Linked DNA regions of Mus musculus: region 1 is linked to region 2. A link is a contact called in public HiChIP or PLAC-seq data. All regions are on one chromosome and are shown on one strand. The core of a region is the stretch at or near the end of the contact, and the rest is flanking DNA. Distances in the headings are between cores, read along the strand shown. Region 1 overlaps Adgrl3 (adhesion G protein-coupled receptor L3). Region 2 has its middle 210 kb from the start of Gm22974.

Region 1 (5,338 bases), core at 126-2,625, 680 kb before region 2:
CTAGTCTAGAAATCCACAGACGCACGAGGAAATTACAGAGGAAGGATGCTTTAGAGAAAAATCTAACGAATCTCCATTCATAGATCCTCCAATTCAAAGCATCAGAGTCATTAAGCATAAGCTGATACATCCATGTCCTACAGACTTATATTTTTTTTTTCCAGTTCTACTTTTTTGTCCCTTCAACAAGATTAATTTTCTTATAACAGAATCAGTGGTGTCAAAACAATACATCATTATATATAAATTTAAAGATGACTTCAAAGCACCCTACACTGAGTTGGAACATTATATTTAATTATGCATAAAGATGGAAAATCTGGGTTTGACAAAACTATTCAACAATAGCTACATGATATGACAAAATAAAAACAAGTTTATTGAGGAGTGACTGAAGTTGATCTTCCATCTAAAGACAACTTCCAAATTCAATTTCATTGAGAATTAAAATAATAATTTAATAGAGAAAATTTCCTAAGATTTATTGGTTGTAATTAACAAATATTTATGAGGCAGATATGGAAAACTGTGTTTCATAATGAAGAGAAAATGTCCTGAGAATACTTGATCTCTAAAATGATGGCTAATATTCATCAAAGAGAAAGCTAGAGAAATGGCTTCTATTCAAAATGACAAAGTCAGTTGGTCAAACTGAACAAGAGTTGTTTTCTCTCTCCCCCTCTCCTCTCCCCTCTCCCCATTCCCTCTCTCCCTCCTCCCCTCTCCCCTCTTCCTTCTCACTTATCACCTCTCACCTCTCACCTCTCCTCTACTTCCCAATTGGATTCTGTTTGTTTGTTGTTTTAAATAAGTATGTTACAGTTATTCCTATGGAAAATAAGACACATCAGGAAATCTGTTTCTGCACCTGGTCTAGAGCTGGAATGAGATTATAATGGAGACATAATTTGAATAGTTACATCTTGATGAATTAAAGGTCTGTCCTCCTCCAGAACACATGCTGTTTCTCAACAGCCTTCTTATGCCGTAGGACGAGGACTAGAATCCATCCAGCCTTTCAGATTATTTTAAAATAGCACTTTAAAATGATGACAGATGAACAGAACTGAGTTTTTCTGTCTGTCAGAGGTATTTAATATTTAACCATTACTCTCCAAAGCGGGGGGGGGGGGGGGGAGGGGGGCGGGGGGCGGGGGAGAGCATGCCTTATTAGCCATTGTGGCCAACATGAGTTATCTCATGAAATTTTTCTTAATTGCATAAATCCTATGAGTTACCAACTATGGGTTTAAAAACTGACAAAAGGCACAATACAGCATTGTCCCCTGGCTTCTCTGTCTGCTTTGTTCCACTCACATGATTAATGGGAGTGCTCTAGCTCAGCACCATGACGGACTCTTGGAGAATCAGGAAGTTAGGGAAGGTTTCCTCAATGCTGCCTGGTTAAAGTTGGGACTAACAGCACTGGAAAGGCTTCCTTTGCAGGCAATGAGTTCAGAAAGTGTTCTTGGCAATGTTGCTACTCGAATCTCATCCTGTGACTCAGTAGAGGGTGACTACAGATCAAAAGCAAAAAAAGGAACTGCCTCCTTGAGAACATAGCCATTATTAAAGAAAAGGGGGCATTCGGAGAGTATCGGGTGTCAGATTCTATTGTTCTAAATTACTTTTAGAATTTTATTTATGGTATTGTATTGTGGGCACCTCCATATATCACAACTCGAGAGCCGAGATCAGATGGCATCTCTGTTAAGCAGTTCTCTGTTACCTTTCTACATGGGTCAAACTCAGGTTACCAGGAGTCAGCTATCAAAATCAAGTCTCTCCATTTGTACATAAAGATCAATTTTTCTGCTAAGCCATTTTACCATCTCACAAAGTAATATTTTTGTTTTATATAATATATAGTATATATATATATGTGTGTGTGTGTGTGTATGTATATGACACTAGACAATATATATATATATATATATATATATATATATATATATATATATATATCATGATGAATAAATAGCCTGTCATTTCCTCTTCAGGTAGCAAGCTATATACCCTGACAAGAATGCAAACAAATAAGGTGCAGAGGTACAAATATTTTATTCTTGATTTTCATGTTTCCTACATTTTGAATCACACTTTCCTCCCCTTATGGCACTGGCAAGAAACAAAGTAACTCATAACAAATATGTCAACACTCTAAGTACAAAATATTATAAAGCATGAACATTTGTGCTGGGGATAGCGACTGCCAGTATGTGTCAGACTCAGGGACGATTAGCGAACAAGACCGAGCCAAATTCAGCCTAGTCATACTCAGTGGCATGGTGGGTGCAATCCAAGCTTTTATTTTTAAACTTTTCCATTTCCTAATTTTTATTTAACTATCCACCAAGGCCACAAACAAAAGCAGCTCCTACTGGCAGATGATGGACAACCGCATGAAGACATCCGACTCACCAGACAAAAATGAACAGGGATGGAAATACAATTCATAAGCACTGAGTCATCTCTCTGCAAATAAATCAGTTCATTGACTGCTCAGACAACAAAGGCTGGAACTCGATGGGGTGAGGGGGCGGCAAGGGTTGGGGATATTGGTGGTGTTGACAGCAATAATTAAGTAGCTACCCTATCTGAGTGCTTCCTCTGGGCCAAGCACAGTGCTAAGTGTATTATATAAACTCTCATTTATCCCATACATAGAACAATACGTGATGAAATTCATAATCCTCAAGTATGACTAAGCTCTCGTTCTGCACCAATACCTCTGCTAGGGATTATTCTCATTAATCCTCATTAAAATGATTTTACACACAATGTTCTCTTTTGCTTCTTAAGGCAATAGTTGTATAATCTCCCGTTTACCAATAGAGCAAAAAAGGAAAGTTCAAGTCCTAGGACCATTGTTCAGCAGTGTTTTGGAACATGAAAATGGATTTGGATACAATAGATATGTTCTTGGGAGGCTAGGAAGTGGTGCCGATTTCTGCCAGATGCTTAATAAGAACCTTCTTTAAAGTAAAGTGGGCCCATTGTAGGAATCCTCAGAGATTCTGAGAAAAACAACTGAGTAATCTCCAGGATATGTGCCCAGCTAATTTAAAGACAGGAAATATGAATGTAGATAAATGATAATGATAGATAGATAGATAGATAGATAGATAGATAGATAGATAGATAGATAGATAGTTAGATAGATACATAGATACATAGATACATAGATACAAAGATAGATACATAGATACAAAGATACATAGATGATAGATAGATAGATAGATAGATAGATAGATAGATAGATAGATAGATAGATAGATAGATAGATGGATAGAGAGATAGATGATAGATAGATAGATGGATAGATAGAAAGATGATAGATAAATGAGAAATGGATAAGTATAGCCAGATAGGAGAAGTTAGATGATAAGAAACAGTGAACTAGGGTAAGAAGTAGGTAGCTCTCTAAAAATGGGAAACAATCTCTTAAACTTTATCTCTTTAGTAAAAGACAGGGGGCTCAAAGGCAAAAACAATTATACATTAGTGTTTTACCAAATAGCAATTTCAAGTGTCATTTTTTTTCTTACTCCTAAAACGCACAGTAGAAAAATTCCAATGAAGAAAGCGGCTGGGCAATTTATTTTGTTTGTTTCTCTGTTGTTTTAAGATAGGGTTTTTCTGGGTAACCCTTATTGTCACTCTATAGACAAGGCAGCCTTGCACTCAGAGATCTGCCTGCTTCTGCCTCCTGAGTGCTGGGATTAAAGGCATGCACCACCACTGCCCAGCTATTTAGCTGGCAAATGTTTTTAAAGTAGTATTCCATTGAACCTCCATTTGAGAGAATGTTATCAAATTTTACAGTAAGGAATCTGGGCTACTATATGGGGGAAGATAAGTCAACATATGTACATAAGAATGTCAAAGAAAAATAAAAATCTCATGTTTGATGAACCCTACACATCCAAGAAAATATGAAATATATATATATATTTTACTAACCTCAAAACCTGTGACACTTTAGCAATGACCTTTGCTATGCTCTAAACACACAGCTGTCTCAATCAGTACGTTGCTTGCTGCATTATTAAGCTAAGCACACAGAATTCCTGCTCAGTTTTATAAATACTTTCACTCCTGTAATCGGAATTTCTTTCTGACAAAATTGCCAGAGCCATCCTAGATTTCTCCCATGATTTGTATAAAGAAACACAAACAATCAAATAAAAATACCAGATACCAAATTCTGATCAATGATTTGGAGCCAAAGAGCCCAAGGGCAAACTTGCATTGTAAGGAAACCACACCCTGTGGGAGATTCCTAAGGTTATTTTTGAGTGCTCTTATTAATTGTGACTCTGGGGACCTGTGGCACTTTAGCATTAAAGAGTGAAAGACAAGCAGTCAGCCTGCTGGATAATTTTACATTAGTAATGACTTATAAATGCCACTGAAAGACAGCTCTATCCACTGGAACTGCGGTGCCCATCATTAAAATGCTCAGTGCTATAGTAGCATACATTGATAATAAATGGGTTATCGACTTTTACTGTTTTATTTTCACTAAAACTACATCGTGAATCTATGGACTCCAGCAATTCCTGGTGCCTGAGGTCTGTGAATCAATGACATATTTGTAATAAAAGCAACTGACCCATGCCTCCATTAAGAATCCGTAATGGAAATTTGTTTTAGATTATATATGTGCATGAGTGTTCCTGCTATTTAAGGATGAAGTAGTCTAATATGTGTCTGTGTTAAGAATCATTTCAACTGAGAGCACATTCAAAATCATTAATGCTTTAATTTAGGTTCAACTCATTATGTGCTTATTTTAAATATTTTTTTCAGAAGAAAATATTGGTATACTTGAAATGATCTAAAGTTTGAGACTATCTTCTACCTCACATCTGAATCTCAGGCCTCATATATACCAATGGTGAAATTATCTGTTTTATCTTGCTTTGAGCCAGAGAATGCAGGCAGAAGGCCGTCACATGGGACAAGTGGTTACAAGAGTTAATACCTGGATTTCTATGACTCTGGAGACAATACTGAATATATTACCTTGGGCTATTCTTAAAGGACTTGAAGACCTAGCAGCACAAGAGTTCGAGTTATTACATTGTAAAACTGTGGGTAAGGAAGGCCTGCCCCTCCTTGTGGCTCAAGCAGCCCTACAGGGACCATCATCACTGCAGTCTCTGACATCTAAGGTCCAGCCATCCTGAATGTGAAGCCTTAAGTTCTTTTCACTGTCTCTTGGCCTTAAGCATCTGACAGGGTGACATTCAGCTTTGGGTATTTAGCATCTAAATTTTATCATTAGGAAGACCTTCCCTCATGTAAGTGATTACCAATCTGCTTAGGGCAGGCC
Region 2 (5,276 bases), core at 2,350-4,849:
GATTCAGATATGACTTGGAGACATGGACTTTCCCAGAATTGCATTTGTTTTTAAACTTCTTTATTATTTTTGATCACCCTTATACTCTGTCAAATATCCAGAGGGAGGTATTTTGGCAATTATATAAAAATTATTGCTCATACATTTGGATTTAAAATCTATAGTAATTTTTCCAGCATTTTTGATGTTAATAATAAAATAATTGTATATTCTTAAAAACTGTATCTGAGGTTTATAAAATTATTTTGGAAATCAATGTATCCAGAATACAAAACTTTAGTATAAATTTGGTAAATCAGTGGGTTAATTCTCAGACAATTACCAGTTTGACAAAATACATTGATATTTCTATTTCTGGAAGTAAAATAGTATTACATAAAATAATTTCAAATCATTTGTTTAGTGTACATGATCATATAATTATTTATGATTGTATACTACATATACATAAATGAACACTGTCTTTGTAAACAGTTTTCTAGGCACTGTGCTAAATATTAGTTAATCTGATACCTCAAATATTGTGTAGGGACAATTATTTTTCTCATTTGAAATTTAAGAAACAGACACACAGAAAATACTAAAGTCACATAGGAGGTTAGTAAGAAACCTAGGTTTTGAACAAAGTTTAGTTTCAGAACCCACACTTATAAATATCACAGTATAATTACATATAAAATACATTTCTCTTTTGTAGGTACACTTATTAGATTGAGCCATTTGGTGAGAGATTAAAAAATCAATTTCATGTGTTAACTAATATAGTGAAGGTGGAATTTGAAGAAGAAAAGTAAATATTTGTTTGGAATGAAAAGATACAATAATATTGAGAGAGAAATGAAACCTACAAATAAATTGTGAAAGAGTATAAATCCCTAATGCCCCATGGGCATGTGAGAGTGAATACAGAGTTAGCAAATTTTAATCAATTCAACAAACCCAGCATGGATTCTGAGAGGAGACATATTGTACATGATAGATATACAAACAATCTATAGAATTCTGTTAACTAGTTCCAAGGACTACCTCTTAAGTTTCATACTTAAAGACATTTCTAAGGTTGATGAGTATGTGGCTGGCTGATTAACTGAGTTGAAATCTCTGTACTGGGACTTTTTTTGTCTAGTTCCTTTTTATTTAGCATGATATAACACTGATTGACCCCCTGACACAAGAGTAATTTCCCTTGGAAAGGAATTCTTGAGTGGATAGAAAGTTACTGTTAAATATACTTCTGGAATCACCTTGTGGATTTCTAATTTTAAAAAGCAAACACAAGTGATCCTGGCCCAAAAATAAAAATATCCAAGCCAAACTACCTTTCTATAGAGTTTATATTTAAATAATAAATATATTTACTTAGGTTTTAGTGTTTTTGTTTATTTTTTACTAATATATAGCTGATCATGTGATTATGTAATGATTGTCATATGTCTATTATATCTTCCCAGAATTAAATTAGAAATACAGCAGACTAGGAATACAGAGATAACAATATATGAAGTGAAACAGAAAATTTTTGTCACCATATCATAAAACCCATGGATATAGTAATACAAATAAAAAGAACTCTTAATGTATATCTCCTAAACAAATCTCTAGGTCTCTTCAAAACTATCAGGTAACAACTGCTAATATTTCTCACATGTCAGGATCACTATTGCAGTGCCATTTCCCAACAGCCATACTCTTATAGAAAGATAGGCATATCTGGAGTTTAGAATTATAAATACAAAATTAGTAATTAAAGGTTACTTTGATGAGAATAAAGGGAGAACATTTATTATTTTTGGAAGAAAGTCAAGAACAATATTGCCAGTAAGCGCAATGACAAAGAATGTAGCCGAATGCCCAGGAGTATATATCTTTATTTATTTATGCGTATCATAAGCCTAACCATGTGTCTCATGACTGTAAGTATAGATATTTCCTATCTCTATCTGAAAGTCAAAATATTACCAATGAGGATATTCAAGACATGTACTTATACATGCTAACATACTAAAATTTACTTAATGGAACATTAAGTTCTTAATAATAAAAAGAGCTTATGGATAGCCATGGAAAAAATAAATGTGAAGAAGAGCAGGAAAATTCAGCTTGTAAACAACATGGGGAACAAGCTGTGCTAAAGGCAGATACAAGAGTAAAGAAGATTGATTCAGAAAACGAGCCCAGTGTTTAAGAAGCATGAAATGAAAAACAATATATATTTTGCTGTTATGATGTCTTAAAGCACAATATATTTTATTTTGGTGATCCTGGCAACACATAATTTTCCTTGCAAACTTATGTCGGCATTGCTTTATACTTGCTCATGGTGCAAGCTGGAGAAGCTCAGAATTGACATCAGGAATAAACACGAATCTAACCTCTAATTTCACACTCTGAACTTCCATTTTATCAAATATAAACAATGATAAAGTGATAAAAAAGAGGATTCTATATAATAGGAGCCAGATAATTATAAAGTAAAATATAAATTTGCTTATGGGGTATGTAGTCACTGTCGCATTGTCATGTGGAAAATGTCACCAGGACATAGTGACTTCTAGAATAGCCATATATACATGAGGAGAGCCTGTCTTAAAATAACACCAACAAATGAAAAACACCAATTCATTATGAATATTTACAATAGGAAAAACTTGTAAAACTTTTGCATCCTTTGAGACATAATTTTATTTATTTGCAATTCTATGGATCTACCTGTATTGGCAAATAATTAATCAATGATAATACATGAGATTGAACTTATAAATTACCATCAAACTTCTGTCTGTCTATATGTCACAAATAAAATTAAAGTATTTTAGTCACAACATTATTCCACAGTTTCTTCTTTAATTACCAATTCTGAAAATGATTTTTGAAACATAAAAATGAAAAGGGAGTGATATCTTTTATGAGATAAATGTTCCGTTGAGCCTTTAGTGGTTTCTATATCTCCGGAAGTAATTTCAAAGACAGTAAACATAAGCTTGTGTTCTAACCTGTGTAAATGTACAAAAGTTATGTTCTAACCAGAATGGGCTTTATTTTAGTGTCTCAATTTTCTACCTATCTTTTCTTCTAGGGGGACCATATTTTGAATATGTATTTAAACATAAATATTTTAACACATACAGAAAACATTCAGTAACTTAAGGATCAATACTATAAATATAGTCCAAAGGTATATTGTGTAGCATTTTCCTGTAAGTTGAAACAACCTCTTCTGGAGGGTGGAGAGAGCACCATGAGACTTAGGAATTAAACAGGATCACAAGTTTGAGAAAGCAGAAATAACAGTGTTCAAAAGCCTCTTCCCAAGTCTACAAATCAGCAAGGAATTGCTGGAGAGAGATACGCAGACCAGCCAAGCTGTTGAAAGATAATTGTGAACCAAACCTCTGGAGCTGCCTGAAATTCCCAGCAGGAAAGCAGCTTTTATGGGATCTGAATCTTGCTGTGGTGGGCTATTTGATGATATGGCTGCCTTGGAATCCTTCTTACTCCTGTGAGTAATTTCTCATCCATGCTCTTGTAAATAACATCCGTAAACTCACTGATTCACCAAGTTGTACTTTGATAGAGTCATCAGACTGGTCTGTGAGTGGTCGCTGATCTGGGGCAAATGCACGTTTGCTAAGTCTTTTCTGGAAACACACAAGGAGTCAACAGTAGTCACAAAGCTGTGTGAATGTCAACACGGCTGAGTCAGGCTTTGACTAGAGGCAAGCTGCTGCTCACAAGTGCAAAGACTATGGGATCGGAACAGTGCCCACATAGAGTGAGATGCCTTGGGATCTGAAGAGTGCCCACATGGAGTAAGATGCCTTATTCTTCTCTTCTGCTTCCCCGTTTCTCACATATCTACCATGAACTCTCAGACTTGTGATGAATCTCTGCTTACTCATATGGCCCTGCCATGCCAAAGACATATTAGCAAGACATAACAGAACTCTTTTAATTGGACAAAGATTAAAGGACCTATAAGAATACAATGGATTATGACTAAATACCTATCAATAGTGGTCACTGTTTTGCTGACATTAACTGACTCACTGAAGCAGAAACCCACGCAGCACAGTAACTTATTGTGAGGTTCTAAGAATGTGGGAGGCCAGCTTTTTACTCAGGACCTCGTCATAGCCTTGTCTGGGCCTTGTCCTTCATGTTTCCATTCTTTCAGTGTCCTGACAACAGGTTCCACAAGTATAAAAATGACCTTCATGCTGAGAGAGAATGGGGCCATCATTTGAGACCACATGTGTTCTCTCCACATCTGTACTTCACAACATAGCCTTTTGTTTCTGCACAGAACTTGCAAAAATGTAGTTATATATTCTTGTGCTTTCTTTGTTTTTGTTTATGTTCCTTATTTTAAAACAAGAATTCAGATCAGCGACCATGTTAGTCTGGTTCGTTTGTTCCTTCCTAAGCTATTAAACACACACAAGCCACAAACACACACACGTGAACACGCCCATGCACAGGCACACACTTCAGAGTTAGATGCTCTACAACTTTTTCTTCTTCCCTCTCTTCTTCTCCATTTTAAATGTAGAAAGGTAAATTATATTTCTTCTACCCAATTTTTACCAAAATGGTGTTACATCTAACTTATGCCTAGTTTGTTTGTTTGATTTTTGAGGCAGGTTTACATGTAGCCTACATTGTCCTCAAAGTCACCATGTAGCTCCGGCTGGCCTTGAACTGCCCCTCCTGCTTCCACCTGCAAAATTCTGAGATTGCAGGAATTTAACATCACACTCAGATCACTTTTTTTTCTTTATTAGATATTTTCTTTATTTGCATTTCAATGTTATCCCCTTTCCTAGTTTTCCCTCTGAAAATCCCCTATACCCTCCCTCCTCCCCCTGCTACCCAACCCACTCATTCCTGGTCCTGGCATACCCCTATACTGGGGCATAGAGTCTTCACAAGACCAAAGGCCTCTCCTCCCATTAATGACCTACTAGGCCATCCTCTGCTACTTTTATAGATAGAGCCACAAATTCCACCATGTGTTTTCTTTGATTGGTAGTATAGTTCTAAGGAGCTCTGGGGGTACTGGTTAGTTCATATTGATGTTCTTTCTATGGGGTTTCAGTTCCCTTCATCTTCCTGGGTATTTCTCTGGCTCCTTCATTGGGGACCTTGTAATCACTTTTATTTAATATTATATTAGGTAAATAATTTCTTCAAAAATCTTTATAGAACACTCTAGTAAGAAAACATTTTTTTCCTCAGTCACATTTGCCTATAAGGGTTAATTCCTAATACAGAGGCAA

The links. HiChIP or PLAC-seq counts read pairs in DNA pulled down with a chosen protein or histone mark.
Region 1: an H3K27ac HiChIP or PLAC-seq map of the NIH/3T3 cell line shows a contact between it and region 2, with 6 times the contacts expected there. The contact joins two enhancer-like sites. A contact is called at or near these places in 2 of 484 Hi-C or Micro-C datasets (the MC38 cell line and tail fibroblasts) and 1 of 115 datasets of contacts at active chromatin or transcription factors (the NIH/3T3 cell line).

What each region holds. Positions count from the first base shown.
Region 1 is chr5:81,361,483-81,366,820 of GRCm38.p6, reverse strand. The region is part of intron 5 of Adgrl3 (adhesion G protein-coupled receptor L3); the gene reads right to left. Among named protein-coding and RNA genes, the nearest start is that of Adgrl3, 340 kb to the right of the region's middle. Within about 2 kb of position 1,375, at least 46 of the 459 cell types and tissues checked have an H3K27ac peak or open chromatin away from gene starts, as enhancers often do. A contact at or near this core is called in the NIH/3T3 cell line and tail fibroblasts, where this site is marked.
Region 2 is chr5:80,682,419-80,687,694 of GRCm38.p6, reverse strand. No RefSeq gene overlaps it. Among named protein-coding and RNA genes, the nearest start is that of Gm22974, 210 kb to the left of the region's middle. Within about 2 kb of position 3,599, at least 27 of the 459 cell types and tissues checked have an H3K27ac peak or open chromatin away from gene starts, as enhancers often do. A contact at or near this core is called in the NIH/3T3 cell line and tail fibroblasts, where this site is marked.